2 separate regions of the Anas platyrhynchos genome follow, and region 1 is linked to region 2. A link is a contact called in public Hi-C data. All regions are on one chromosome and are shown on one strand. The core of a region is the stretch at or near the end of the contact, and the rest is flanking DNA. Distances in the headings are between cores, read along the strand shown. Region 1 holds the start of SPTLC3 (serine palmitoyltransferase long chain base subunit 3). Region 2 overlaps SPTLC3 (serine palmitoyltransferase long chain base subunit 3).

Region 1 (6,545 bases), core at 3,149-5,648, 63 kb after region 2:
CTTTAAACCCCCAAAACAGCTCTGGGCAGTCCAGAACAGATATCACCTTTATAATTAGACACACCTCATTAATCCTCTCCAATTCTTTGCTGGATGGCTCAAGGGAAGCTCTTGGGAAACAGCATGGAGCAGGCAGGGACTTGATCTTTTACACTATCTGAATTTCATCTGTACTGTTTTATTATCACAATCTATTATTTCTATCTTCTCTTCCTTTCAACAGATTTTTGTGGATAAGCTCTCAGTAAAGCACAAAGAGCTTTTGGCCTTCATCCATCCTGCTTGCCTGCAAAATCTTCAGAAAAAAAACACAACAACCACAAAAAAAAAAAAACAAACAAAAAAAAAACCATGGCAGAGTAACCACAGAAAATTCTGAGAATTCTTACTAGATGTTGATAATAAAAAATGTTTGCATGAGAATAAGTAAGGGAAGAGAGTTCCAGTTATGATCGCAGACTGGCAGTAAAGCAATGATACATACAAGTATTTATTGGGAATCAAGGGTTTCCTTTGATGTGAATAAAGTTACTGAACTGATCCGAGCTGGAAATCTACAGTACACAGTTATAAACCAATACACCCATTGAAACAACGTGGAGAACTAGGCACCCTGTGTGAACACTTGTAAGACCACACAAACCGGCAGTTTCATAAGCTTTCAAAAACTTTTCTTTAAGACTATAACTCCTATGAAGACAAGGATGAATTCAGTTTAACAGCTTGATTACACTAACCAGGTTCATGAAGGGATCAGAAAACATGTTAAAACCAAATGACCCTTCTTATCTCAGAAACTGAAGGATTTTTCAAAAGCTGCTTTTGAAAGCGATGAAGTGCTAATAAATGAAGATACATTTCTAGCAACTGTGCACTTTGAGGAGAAAGGAGGAAAAGTTTTTCACACCTACACGAAAGCACTTGTTTTCAAAGGGAAGCTCAAACATTGCTGACTAGAGCAGATGCTCTGTTTATGCTCTTTGCACACCCCTGGCGCAGAACATATTCTGAATTTGGATTCCCACCAGCTCTATGTCTTATGTTTCAAATTTGTCATAGGCTCTCCAGACCATTTTACATATGGAACATAGTGGAGATCCAATCACACCTCCAGGTGCTTATGTAACACTAAAAATTACCTTTAATTGAAAAACAGAATAGACTGCAGCAGGGATTTTTGCTGTTGATATCAGTGCAACCAGAATTATGCTAGCTGTATGTACTAATTAAGTTAATTTAAAGCAAACATTACCTCATGGATTGCCAGACCGTCACTCTGATGACCCAAGTACTCCCAAGTTGCAATGGACATACCTAAAAATCCCAAAGTAAACATGTTATAAATACTATTTCTCATTTTAATATTGCATTCTGTAAAACCCACGCTTGATTGAATGTTCCAGTTGCTACAGGGAGATGTGCTGAAACCTTAGTATACAGTAGGGTAAAATGGTGATACATGAACTAATTCCAGCTGTTTTATGCACATGAGTTATGAAGAACACTATTATATGTCCAGATGTCAGATCACCTTATTGGTGGATGGCTAGATCTTTGCTTAGGTGTACTGTCTCTCTTTTTTTTTTTTTTTTCTTTTACCACTTAATGCATAACTGTTAGATAAATTCAGCATACTTCTTGTTACTCTCAGATGTGATTCCTTCTTCAGTTAGGGTTAAAAATCTCATTCTTCTCTTTCACTGTAGTAATACATTATTTGCTTAAGTTGCTACATGTCAGTGGAGTTACAGCAGTTACAGCAGTAAATAAATTGCCAGTCATGGCCAACATATTCAATTTCTAACTACTAATGTAGTGGACTTGTGAAAAAAGAGATTAATAAATCCATAGATGATTTATTGTATATCAGTAAAAGATGACAAACAGGCACACTATAACCAGACCTAAATTTCATGTATTAGCACGTGCACGTCATTTTGGATGTTATTCTTGAATTGATAAAGAAATCATACATTTAAAATGTTCGATTTCTATTCCAGCACCATCAATGATTAAACCTACCACTCAAGACAGGGTTTAGATAAAATTTATAAAGTACACCCAGTTTTTCAGTTTATAATCAGCAGTGCACACCTTAAATAGCCTATGTCTGCACTAACTTGGTCATTTAAATACCGAAGACTAAGTTTTGCGTAGAAAAAACATCAGGCATCCAGGCAGCCAAGTGAAGCTTATGGATAATTTTGGAGGTCAATTAATCTTGGGGTGATACATCTGCCTGAACTGTTTTGATATATCAAAATTGATGATAAAGACCTCTGCTTTTTTGCTGTTATTACCATTATTTCCATAATCTTTTTTTTTTCCAGTGTTCATAAGCTGAATAGTATATAATATCTTTAATATGCTCTAAAAGTTCATACGTACCCACAGATTTTGAATATTTCCTTTGAGAAATGAAGCTTCTAAATTCTTTTATTTCCCTTTTTATTATTTTTAACAGAAAACTGAAATCTCAGACCACCTGTTCTCTGTATTAAAAGCCTGCCATTATCATAGCCTGATCAATGGAAATCCAGTGCATTTGTACTTTCCTCTGAAAACACCTACTTAGCTTTACCATTTTCAGTAGTTATGTTGATTTAAAAATTATTTTACCATTGGTTGTATTGAATTACTGGATACAGCCAACATTAATGATGGAAGTATCATAAAGTATGTTTAAAATAATAATGATTTTTAGTCCAAAAATTTCAGATGCAACTGGGTTGCATTTTCAAGCACTAATGCAAAACCCATTAGAGCTTAATATTCTCTTGTTACTGAAAGCTTGGAACCTCCTGACCAAAATTTAAGTTCCATCACCCCCAAAATCATACTTAGCAGCACAGATCTTGTTGCAATATTTTTCAAGCACTACTTTAGAATTTTCAGGAGTGATATTTTTTCTGAATTTGTTTTCAAATAATTCTGCTAACTATTGAGATCAGGGAGTGGCTCATATAAACTAAGATCCTTTCAGATGGGCTGATGGAACTTTCCTCAAGTAATAAGAAGAAATACAATATACATGTAAGCTGCTGTACTTGTGGGGAAAGAGTATTGGAAATTACTATGTTGGGTAAAGGGTTAAACTCTAATATTTGGGGAAATGTTCATACACTTAGTAGCAAGCATATTAAATAGTGCTCACATTAGCAATCTAGGCTAAATACAATGATGAAGTAGAGTCCTCTAGAAGTACAAGAATTATGAGCTTACCTTCTTCCACTCATTGGGCAAGTGGTCTTCTGGCAAATTACCTCAACACTGATAGAGCAGTCAAGAGTAAAACACTTGGAAAGCGGGTGATCTGAAGTTTATCCAAATCTCACTTTCCAGTCTGAAAAAAATAAATAGGTAATATTATTCACTTTTTATTTAACAAACAAACAATTTTACACATTTTAAAGGTTCTTTTCATTTTGCTTTTTGAAATCTCAGCATTGTAAATACTTTCATTCCTTCTAAACCGTAAGTATGCCCTTGTTAAAAACATGTTCACCAAGCCACAGAAGAAACTTCATAAAGACTCAGACCAATAAATAACTCATAACAAAAATTTGTATTTGGTGGTCTATAACAATCTGTACCACAGGCCCAAATAAAAAAAATCCCAACAAGTTTCCTTTCTTTTGGAACAAAATTTGTTTTTCCTTAGTTACAAATTATGCCCTTCTTTATTCTCTCATTACGTACAATAAGACAAAATAAAAATGGTTGCAAGCCATATGCACATGAAAATACTGTCTCCCTGGTTCCTTAAGCAACATTACCAGATTTTGTTCTCTGTATGTATTGAGATGTCAATCAGCTGTGAGTTCTCATAACATTAGGCAATTGCTGGAATTTCTTTTTTATATGGCACACATATCTGCTTAGGAATCTGTACACAAACCAAAGAAATGTTGTGGCACCTGACAATTTAATATCTTTGTAAGGATTAAGACTTCATAAATTGCACAGTGGATACAGTTCTGTCTCTATCCCACTGTACAAAAAGAAAAAAACAAACTTACTGGAATGTCATAGTCAGACAAAATCAACAGTAATACAGAAAACCTGACCAAGACAAAAAGAATATCGCAGTAACCAGAATTCTACTGCAAAAATACAGCAGTAAGCACCAGGAAATCTAGTATATCCTTCTGCTCTAGCTTCTTCCACATACAAGTATCATGCCACTACTACATTCTTACCTAGTACTTGATCATAATGATCATAAAGTCAAATCTGCAATTCTTACTCCTTAAATGAAGCACTTCACGTGATTAGACACAGTGAAGTCAATAGAGTAACTCACCCAAGCCAAAGGGTGAAAGAACTTTATAAACACCAAGGTGATTGCAAAACTTCTTTCTTGGGCCATTTCTCTACTGACCTCTTTCATCAGCAACGTGATCCAGAGGCATTTAACCTCTGTAGCTGTCCAAGGCAGACTTGAGTCTCTTTTTCCGAGATCTCCTGCCAGTCAGGCTAGTCTGTTCACTGGTCTCCGTAATTTGGAATAAGCCAGTGTGGTATCGTCATCATTTCCAGTTGCTGATGTAATGAAAGGAGCAGGGACTGCTCTATGCCATCTGTTCTTCTCTGGGTCATCACCGAATCAATCTAGGTAAGTTATTCTTAGCTACAAACATCTGAAACATTAAGATAACTGATACTGGACCAGGAACACAAATCTCCTCAGTATTAGTAACAAAACTCATCCAAAAAACGTAGCATTAACATATATTTAATGATGAAATTTCAGTTTCTGAGCAGGAAATTACAAAGGGATTTCACACAAAGCCTAGTTTCTGAGCAGGAAATTACAAAGGGATTTCACACAAAGCCTAGAGGTTATTGTTCATTGTTCTCATAATGTAATTGTTCAGTGCTTCCAGAAGTGTGAGATTTATACAGGCTCAGATGAGGACTAGTAATGCTACCCAGTTTAAAAGAAAGTAGCATTGTGAAATATCCAAAATATATTTTTTGATCTAACAACAAATAGCTACGTTTTGCAATTCTTACTCATTCAATGAAGCTCTTCATGTGATTAGACCTAGTGAAGTCAATAGAACTACTTACCCAAATAGTTGTTATGCTCCAACACCTCTTTATTAGCATTACTAAACTTAGTGACATGATAAATTATTTGCCTTCCCCATTGCCATTGAACAAATCATTTCAAGACGTAGCATAGAATTAAACTGTGCTAAACGTGACTCCATACACGGATTAACTTTAGTCTCATTTCCTGTTGTTATTGCCTGTATTTTTGCTATTCATTATTTCAGTTCTGTCCATTCTCTCTTAGGGAAATACATGTTAAGAGAGAAAAAATGTCTGTGTTGCTTATCAATCATAATGGTAAAGAGCCAGTAGGTAGGTTGCCTTATGAAAACTAAGATTTTGTCCTTCAGCAGTCTGATGATAGTTTACTACTGTTGACAGTTATTTCAAACAGACAGAAGAAATCAAGTTACTGTTCATCTTACTTACCTACTATAAAATTTCAAAAGGTTTTCTAAATAAAATTTGGTATATTTTCACTTTGGCAGAAATTCTTTTGAACTTTGAGAGTTTTGCTCCATCCATGGCTTTGTGATCTAGTTGCTATTTTGTTTTAACTGTAGTCCTTTCCCAATTTTGTGCTTCTCTCAAGTCAATGAAGCTCTGCAGAGGTATCATGGGATAGATGGGAGGATAAGAGTCGAATGAGAATTTACAAATTCATCCTAGAAACTGGTCTCAATTTGTAGATGGGGCAATATTGCAAAATGATCCCAAAATCTTTTAAATCCACAAAGTTCTGCAAAAGATGGTTTTAGAGATTCGTTTAAGCCTTGCATTTAATTGCACTGTAACTTTATTTAAACAAAAACAACAAAAATATGTTTCAGTTCTTGACTTGGGGATATTCGTTTTTCAGATTTACTGCATAAGTCTGAAACACCCTGAATTTGTTACAGAAGCTTTAGGAAGCTGAACAAACCCTGGTGTTCCAAAAATAATGCCATTTTTCAGGAGCTAGGAGTCCAAGATTCAGCTCAAAGCCAGTACATAAACCAGAGAATAAAATCATCTGAAGGAATTCCAAAACAGCAAGTTCTCTTTCAATATATTAACTTCAGTCATGGCCTTTTCATTAAATATGTTCACATTTTTACAGGAAGCAAATTTATGATTGGAGCTTTTTGCATGTTGCACAAGGACACTGAAAAAACAAAGCTTCTGTCCTATGGCATTCATTCATTCATTCCTATATTCCATGTGACCTTTAATTGTTGCATTATGCAAGGTAAGTTTGACAGACCTCAAGAAAGAACTGGAATCAAGTGTTGCATTTTCTAGTCACTATGGTTCTGTTGAAACAAGTCCCCGTGGCAAACAAAGAAGCACGTATTATAATATCACTGGAGAAGGCTAAACAAGAGCACTTAGAGCACTTTTAACCAGGCCTCATTCCACTCATCAGCTATGTGCATTCATCCCTTAGCTTGGGAAATGACTTCAGCTATCTTTAGCAGCTTGGATCTCCAAGCAACCTTTTCAGTATG
Region 2 (7,040 bases), core at 3,786-6,285:
CTTGCTCTCACAGTACATAATAGCCTGCTCCACAGTGATTTTACTAAATCAACATTCAGAACACCACAGAGGACCTAACTGAAGTGAGTAATGCCACAGGGTACTAACTGAATGAAAATTAACAGCTTTATAAGATCACTGAGGATGTTATTGTAAACTCCATTCATTTCAGTTTTCTTTCAGATACCTAAGTCAATGATCAATACATCATTCTGTCCTCAGAAATGATAAAGAGTACTGATGTTTCTAAAACACACATACCTGTAAATGCCCTCCACGAGGATGATAATTTTTCTCCATGCTCTGCGGCTTCGAGGCTGGCCATATATTATTGCATCTCTCAGTAACTTCTCGAGACTTTGCATATCTTTATTTAAAAATAAGTAAAAGGAGAACATTAACAAAGATTTTTCAAATTAAATTTTTGTTTTTTCTACCAGTTACTACTTTTTCCTACAGAAAAAACAAAATCACATAAAAAAAAAAGTTATTCTGAAGATAAAATTCCTTTGCTGGCAGGCAAGACCAATAATTGATTTTATTTGCCTGAATGCAATCTTGTGATAAGTAGAGTTACAAAACGCTTTCAGTTATGCACCCCTTCTGGGAAATTTCTGAAAATTCTTGGCACGCATTTTTATTTAAAGACAAAATTTAACCACTTTGCTTAAGTACTGAGACTAATTGCAGCAATTCTCTGTACAGGTTGCTGATACTCATCATATCACAAAGCTTTTGAATAGGGAGTATTCGGTTGCTTTCCCGCATCACCAAGGGCTCGTGAATCACATGCACTGCTTCAGCAAAAGCTTGAATCAGGATGCATGCAGTACATCAGCATAGCAGCAAGAAAAATCCTGTCCTTCTCAGGAAGAAAAGCCAATGAAAAAAACGTTGATGAGAAAGGGAGAGAAAAGTGGGTACAAGTACACAACATGGATACGCTAATTAGGTGCCAGAATGCTTGGAACTGGCAAGACCTTGATATAAGGAGGCCTGGAGCAATGTTAGAAATTTAGCTGCTTTCTCAAGGTCTGATTGCAGATAAGCTAATAAAATGCTAACAGGAAAGCCACTGAAGTTTTCAAAAACACAGAAAAAAAACAACCACAGGCACAAGAGTCAGATCAAAATGTGACTCTCAGTGCAGAGGTGAAATCAGTGTTCTGGTGTCTGCACATGGACGAACTCTCTCCAGAATGAATTACAATGCTACTTTTCAGGAATCTGAACTGACATTTCAAAACATTTTCAAAGAACACCTTACAGAGACTCACACTACACCAAGGAATGCTGGAGATCAGCTCAAAGTTTTGGTTGGGAAAATGAATGGCATTTTGTCCTGATATGAACCCAGTTTTTCAGCAACACATCTTAACATAGTTACTGTTACCTAAAATTATACAAAGCTAATCTTTAAAATAGAGTTCTCCCAGCTGAAGCAAAGACGCTTTAGTTATATTAGTGTTAACCTAGAGCTTGGTTTCCACCTGACTGGAACCAGGCAGTTTGCACAGTACCTGTCCATCACCACGAATAACCTGAGAGCTGAGAGATGGCTAGATATGTCCTGAACCCTTAAGCTTTGGTACCTTGATGTTTGCTGAGGTCCTGGTCTCAGTGAAAGGTGCATTTCTCAGAAACATCCGTGCCACTCTGCACTTTACAGTGTGATCTCTTGACCTAGCAAGCCCTTGCTTTAACTTGCAAAGCACAATACATACATGATAAGCCCTTATTTCCACTGTGCAATCACCTGTACAACTGGATGGGTTCCCAGATGGAAACGCTTTTATGAATAATGCAATGCAGACAGCACAGTTTCCACTAGATGGCAATAAAGGAAATAAAAATTCTTTGGTGCTTTAAAAAGGGAATTTATAACCACACTGAGCACGTTTTGTGAAAGAGAGCTGCTCACCTTCTCTTCTGGGTAGATAATATTCAGAAATCCTTTTCGGTTCTGAGAATTAAAGGACTCCACAGAATGACAGAAAGTTCATGGGTTACAAAAATGAAATAAGATATTCAGTCTTGAACTCAAATTTAGGCACAAATTTTAGCATCAAATTTCTCTCCTGAATGTAATTGTCTTTGTCATCTAAATTCCTTTGAGACTTTTGAAACTCCCCTCTGAATCATGCAGGGTGCTTCAATTCTGTATTCTGTCTACTTGTCAGTCCAGATTTGGGGAAAGTCAGCTTACCCAACCTCTAAGCTGAAATCACAGCTTGGAAATTCAGTTTTCACATGAGCCCACAGAAAGAAAGAGGAGAGGCTTATGAAACGCATATCATTTTTTTTTTTTTTTTAAGAGCTATTTGAAAAAGTCCATGGATGTAAATCGCTCCTCTGTCCCAATGAGTGTACAACGCAGGACTGCAGATATAAAAGAACCTCTCCAAGGCAGGAGCTTGCCTGACTTTACCCATGACAGTCCTGCTGAAGTTAAGGACATGTCTGCTTTCAGGATCAGGGCTATCTCACTCTGCTTTTGATGTCTCATTCTGAAAAACATGTAGGGGGGCCTTTCTTAAGCCTTTAACAGCCAACACATTAATTTTCTTAGGTGCAAATGAATTTTACTGAACCTTATACTCTGTGCTTGCAGCATTTCATTTGGAAAAGGGAAATTGAAAGGAGAAAAAATATCTATTGCCTTGAATCTGCCCTCCAGAAGGCAGCTTCTGTTATTCAGACAAAGTAAAGTTGTTTTCTGTGCACTTGGACTTTCCAGACAGTGGGGTATACTGTGGGGTATACTCAGTTTCAGGAAATAGAAGAAAGTCATCTGGGGTTGCACTACCAAATTATTTGGCCATTAAATATGGTTCAACTGGGGGAGGGAGATGTTGCACGAGTCCATCTCGAATAACCAGTTATGGGAAAAATAACTGTCCTTCCTCATTTGACCATCACTAGCCCAGGCTTTTCAGTGGTAGAGGCTAATGACCGTTCACCAGGCCTAGGAGGTGGTGGTAGGAATTTCACTTAGTTAATTACTCAAAGCACAACCAAACTTATCCTTTGCCTCAGTTTCCACCTTATCCCTTTGAAATAGTGTTTGGATTTAGAGGATAAGGTTTCCTAAGCAGGGGCTGTGGATCACTGCGGTTTTTAGAATTTAATAGAGACTTGCACAACCCTTGTTTGGGATCTTTCAGAGTTACTTCAGCAGAAATAACACCACAAACTGCCAGTGGGTCAAGGCGAGCCTGGACCTGGGCGGGCTGTGTGTCATGCTGCCTCCAGTGCAGGTGGGACTCCAGGCTCCTGCACGGGCCCCTGCCTTCTCCCAGGCACGATGTGCCTCCTCCTCACAGGTAGACACGGCGTCTCCACCCCTCAGCTCCACATTACAATGCTGGGGACATCATCACCATTCCTCTGCGTGGGCTGAACACCTCCTGTGTGATGTCAGCCGAATCCTTTTTAATTAGGATAAAAAGGCTCCCACTACCCTTATCGCATTCTCCTTTCCTTCCTATTGCACTTGCCACTCTCGTTGTCAGTTTCTCACATTTTGAACTCTTGTGCAAGTTCTTTAGGCAGACACTGTGGCTACCTGCCCCTTCCCAGTCTCCCACACAACCAGCTCCCCCCTGCTGCAGCTCCTGCCTCTCCTCTCTTGCTCTCTCCCCACTGATACCTTTCCTGGTCACTGTCCTCTCATCGGTGACCCGACTGCCTAGCTCTGATGCTGTCCCTCCTTCCAAATCCCTAGAGCAAAGGGAAACCACTGCAAGGCTTTCACTGAGCTAAACATCACCTACCTCTGGGACTGTAAAAGTGAAATTTTCAATTTTCATTCTAGTGAAAACTAGACTTTGAAAAGTCTCTGACTGCTGGCACAGCTCTGAACAGAAAGAGTGCCCTTGGAGTCATTTGCCTGAAATCACAGCTGGGATTATTTTTGTTTGGAATGGTTGGGGGTGGTATAGGGAAGTGGTAGTTACTGCAGCCACAGCAATAGTCTTAGATCCCCCTTCTTAACTCCAAGAAATACACAGCTGGGTGTAAGCAAAGAGCACTCGCTCAGGAAAAATTCGTGCTCACATGTGGCAGGTCAGAGATGGCTTTCTCAAGTCAGAGAGGGCAAATGCAGACACAGCACACTAGGAGCAGGATATACCAGTCTTCTCTCTGTGGCAGCGTCTGTATGTGTCACAGGGAAATACATGTCAAACTGGATTAGACTGTGGTCGATCTATCTAGCGCAATAATCTTGTCTCTGATAGTGGCCAGAGGCTTCAAACAGGACAAAACCTTAGTGGGTAATGTGCCTTTCATCCTGCTCTGTAATAGCAGGAACAGAGCCCTCCCTTCTGAAATTCAAGGACCAATTACACCTCCAAAGGAAAAAAAAAAAAAAAACAACAAAAAAACACACACACACAAAAGGACCTGTCTCATATGAAGCCACTGTAAGCTTATTTATTTATTTTACTAATACAGATTTTTGACTAATTTTTACTTATTAATTTATCCCTGTTGTTTTCTCTCCACTTTATTTGTTTACTTGCTTAAAGGCATGTAACTGTATCCCCCCGCTCCCTTTTTTATTTTTTAGCTAGAGAATATATTTGCACTGGAACATGAGGGCCTTCTGCTATCCTTTCAGTGTTAATTACAACTCCAGACAGCTGTGCTTTCTCTAAGGCATCCTTGTGGCACACACAAAGTTTAGTTTGACTGAGTGGACCAAGAAATGCCAGATATGGAATAACAAATTCACCTGTTGTCCAAGCAGGAACCATTTTGTATGGAAACCTGAACAGCTCATGCCTGCATGACACACAGCTGTCCTCAAACACCTGAGCTGTGAGAACCCCCAAAAACCCTCACTATTTTCACAACACTCCTGCAAGGTCCATGAGGAGGAGGTAGGAATGTACCACCGCAATCCTCACTTTTCAGATGTGGATTCAAGCGCCAGATTTGAGGTCAGATTTTCATCTACCCAGGGTGCTCGGTTGTGCCTTGCAATTGCCTGCATTCCTCACAGTATCACTTACTCTGATTGCATGTTGAAGTGCCTTTGCAATGAAGAGAACTGGAATTTTCTTTTCCCCCGTGGCCTGATTTCTGTGAGTAGTCACGACATTCTCACAGGTTGCTCAAGCAATTGCAAATCTAACCCTGAAAATGTGACTGCAATTTAGCTGCTTGATGCTATAAGGCAAAAATGCAGTTGAACTAGAAAGAACAAACAAATCCTAAGTCTCGTACAGCATGTCCTCATACAAGCTCATACGAACAGAATTCACCTGGATGTAGTTAGTCAGGAACACCCTCATTTGTCCACTGAATGAGCAAAGATATGCTCTCACCTGATGCTAGTACAAGGCACAGAATTGCTGCAACTGAAAACCCTTGATAAAAATCACGAGCTGATTAATGGTTAGCTGCTTGGTTTTGCTTTTCAAGTTTTATTGGAAAGGTTAAGAGATTTTGGCAAATATTTATCCAAGAAAAAGGTCAGGGGTTCTGAAAAAGTGCTTTAAAATATGTGACGTAAAATAAAAGACTGTCTTTGAAATACAAAAAGAACAGGCAGTATGTCAATCTTTCCCAGGGCCAGAAAACAAAAGCACCCATGAGCATAGCCCCCACATAACTGAAGGGACATCCACGTGGGTCACTTGGGAAGGATGGGAGAGGCTCTCCAGAGCACAAGTCTGGTAGGGATAACATCCTTCTGGCACACACCTAACCAAGGCCAGGCCACTACTGCCACAGAGGTGGGGAGATGTCTTCGCCTCCTGTCCTCCTCACACTGCACACTGGCCATTGGGCTATGCTACTGGCACAGTTTCACTTCAAGGATAGAAATGCAGCTCTTTTCCAGCTTCCTAAACAAATCACTGCCCAGGAAACGAGGCCTGATACAAACCTTCTTAGTCTAGCTGTCTGGAAATGCACCTATAACTCCTATCAATTAACCCAATCAATTCCATCTTAAACCTAGTCAGATTTAAAGCTCCAGCTACTGGGTTAAAAAAATGTTCTAAAAGTATTATTTCTACAGAAGAATGTTGGGAATTAATAGAAAGGAAAAGAAAATGGATAGAAAAGTGTTTATTTTTAAGCAACAAACATCCTAGTGATGTGGCAGGTGACCCCAAGATTGCCTCTCTACCTCAACTCATTCCACTGGCAGCACAACCTGTGATATTCAATGAGACTGGCAAAAGGCTGGCTGATGTAGAGCAGAAATTTTAGAAGGGCCTTCTTACTGCCCAAATGCCATGGAGACGGTGGAGGGGAGGTTTCAGTCTTTGCTACGACTGCCTTCAGGAAACAGGAAAGCTGGGAGTCACCAAATGGCCTCACATGGCTGCGGGACTCTTCCCAAGCATTGTGCTACCGTGCTGTCCCCACCTACAGGGACAGATCCTGGTGCAAATCAGGCCCAACTGCATGGACATGTAACCCCAGGATCTCAGTTGGGATCCAATTTAATAAATAATAGTAATTAAAAGAGAACTGCTATTCCCACTCCTCAGAGCAGGGGTTCCAGGAGGCAGAGCTTTGCTGCTAACATCCACAAAACCTCTCAGATCCCTGGAGCAGAAATACCTTAAAGGCCAAATACCTTGTGGCACACTGCTGTGACCCCAGCAGGGTGAAGACTAGAAATACTGCTAGTGAGAGCCCATAGGAAGGGGATGTTCAGTACTTCTCAGTTATAGGACTGGGGTATTCTCCTCAATTTCTCTCTCCTGGATGACCTGTAGGCATGTGCCCGTGCATTTCTCTCAACCCAAGCCTGTAAATTCCTGTCTGTTTACAAGGAAGGGATTGTTCACCTGCAGTCAGGATGCAAGGCACATTCCTATGTCCAAATAAAAAGAGATTTACAGATTCACATCTTGTTTTTGCTGTATTATTCACCTTAAGGTTTGAAAGCTTTCTCGCCTACATAATAGCCTTTGAAAGATGAATACGTGGCAATAATAGATTTAAAATAGCAGTTTTTGCTCTATTTTCTGTGAAATACTTTTTATAATAGAATATGATTTCCTATAATTTATTTGAAC

Evidence for each region. A called contact is a pair of places that touch in the nucleus more often than the background predicts.
Region 1: a Hi-C map of liver shows a contact between it and region 2, with 2.5 times the contacts expected there. The contact joins the promoter of SPTLC3 here to the enhancer-like site in region 2. A contact is called at or near these places in 3 of 8 Hi-C or Micro-C datasets (F1 follicle, liver and subcutaneous adipose tissue).

Annotation. Positions count from the first base shown.
Region 1 is chr3:10,357,787-10,364,331 of IASCAAS_PekinDuck_T2T, forward strand. SPTLC3 (serine palmitoyltransferase long chain base subunit 3) reads right to left here and starts at 4,399. Exons shown (of 15, transcript XM_072035283.1): 1 at 4,382-4,399; 2 at 3,223-3,343; 3 at 1,253-1,314.
Region 2 is chr3:10,294,471-10,301,510 of IASCAAS_PekinDuck_T2T, forward strand. SPTLC3 (serine palmitoyltransferase long chain base subunit 3) reads right to left here. Exons shown (of 15, transcript XM_072035283.1): 10 at 262-367. Among named protein-coding and RNA genes, the nearest start is that of ISM1, 61 kb to the left of the region's middle. Within about 2 kb of position 5,036, at least 1 of the 8 cell types and tissues checked has an H3K27ac peak or open chromatin away from gene starts, as enhancers often do.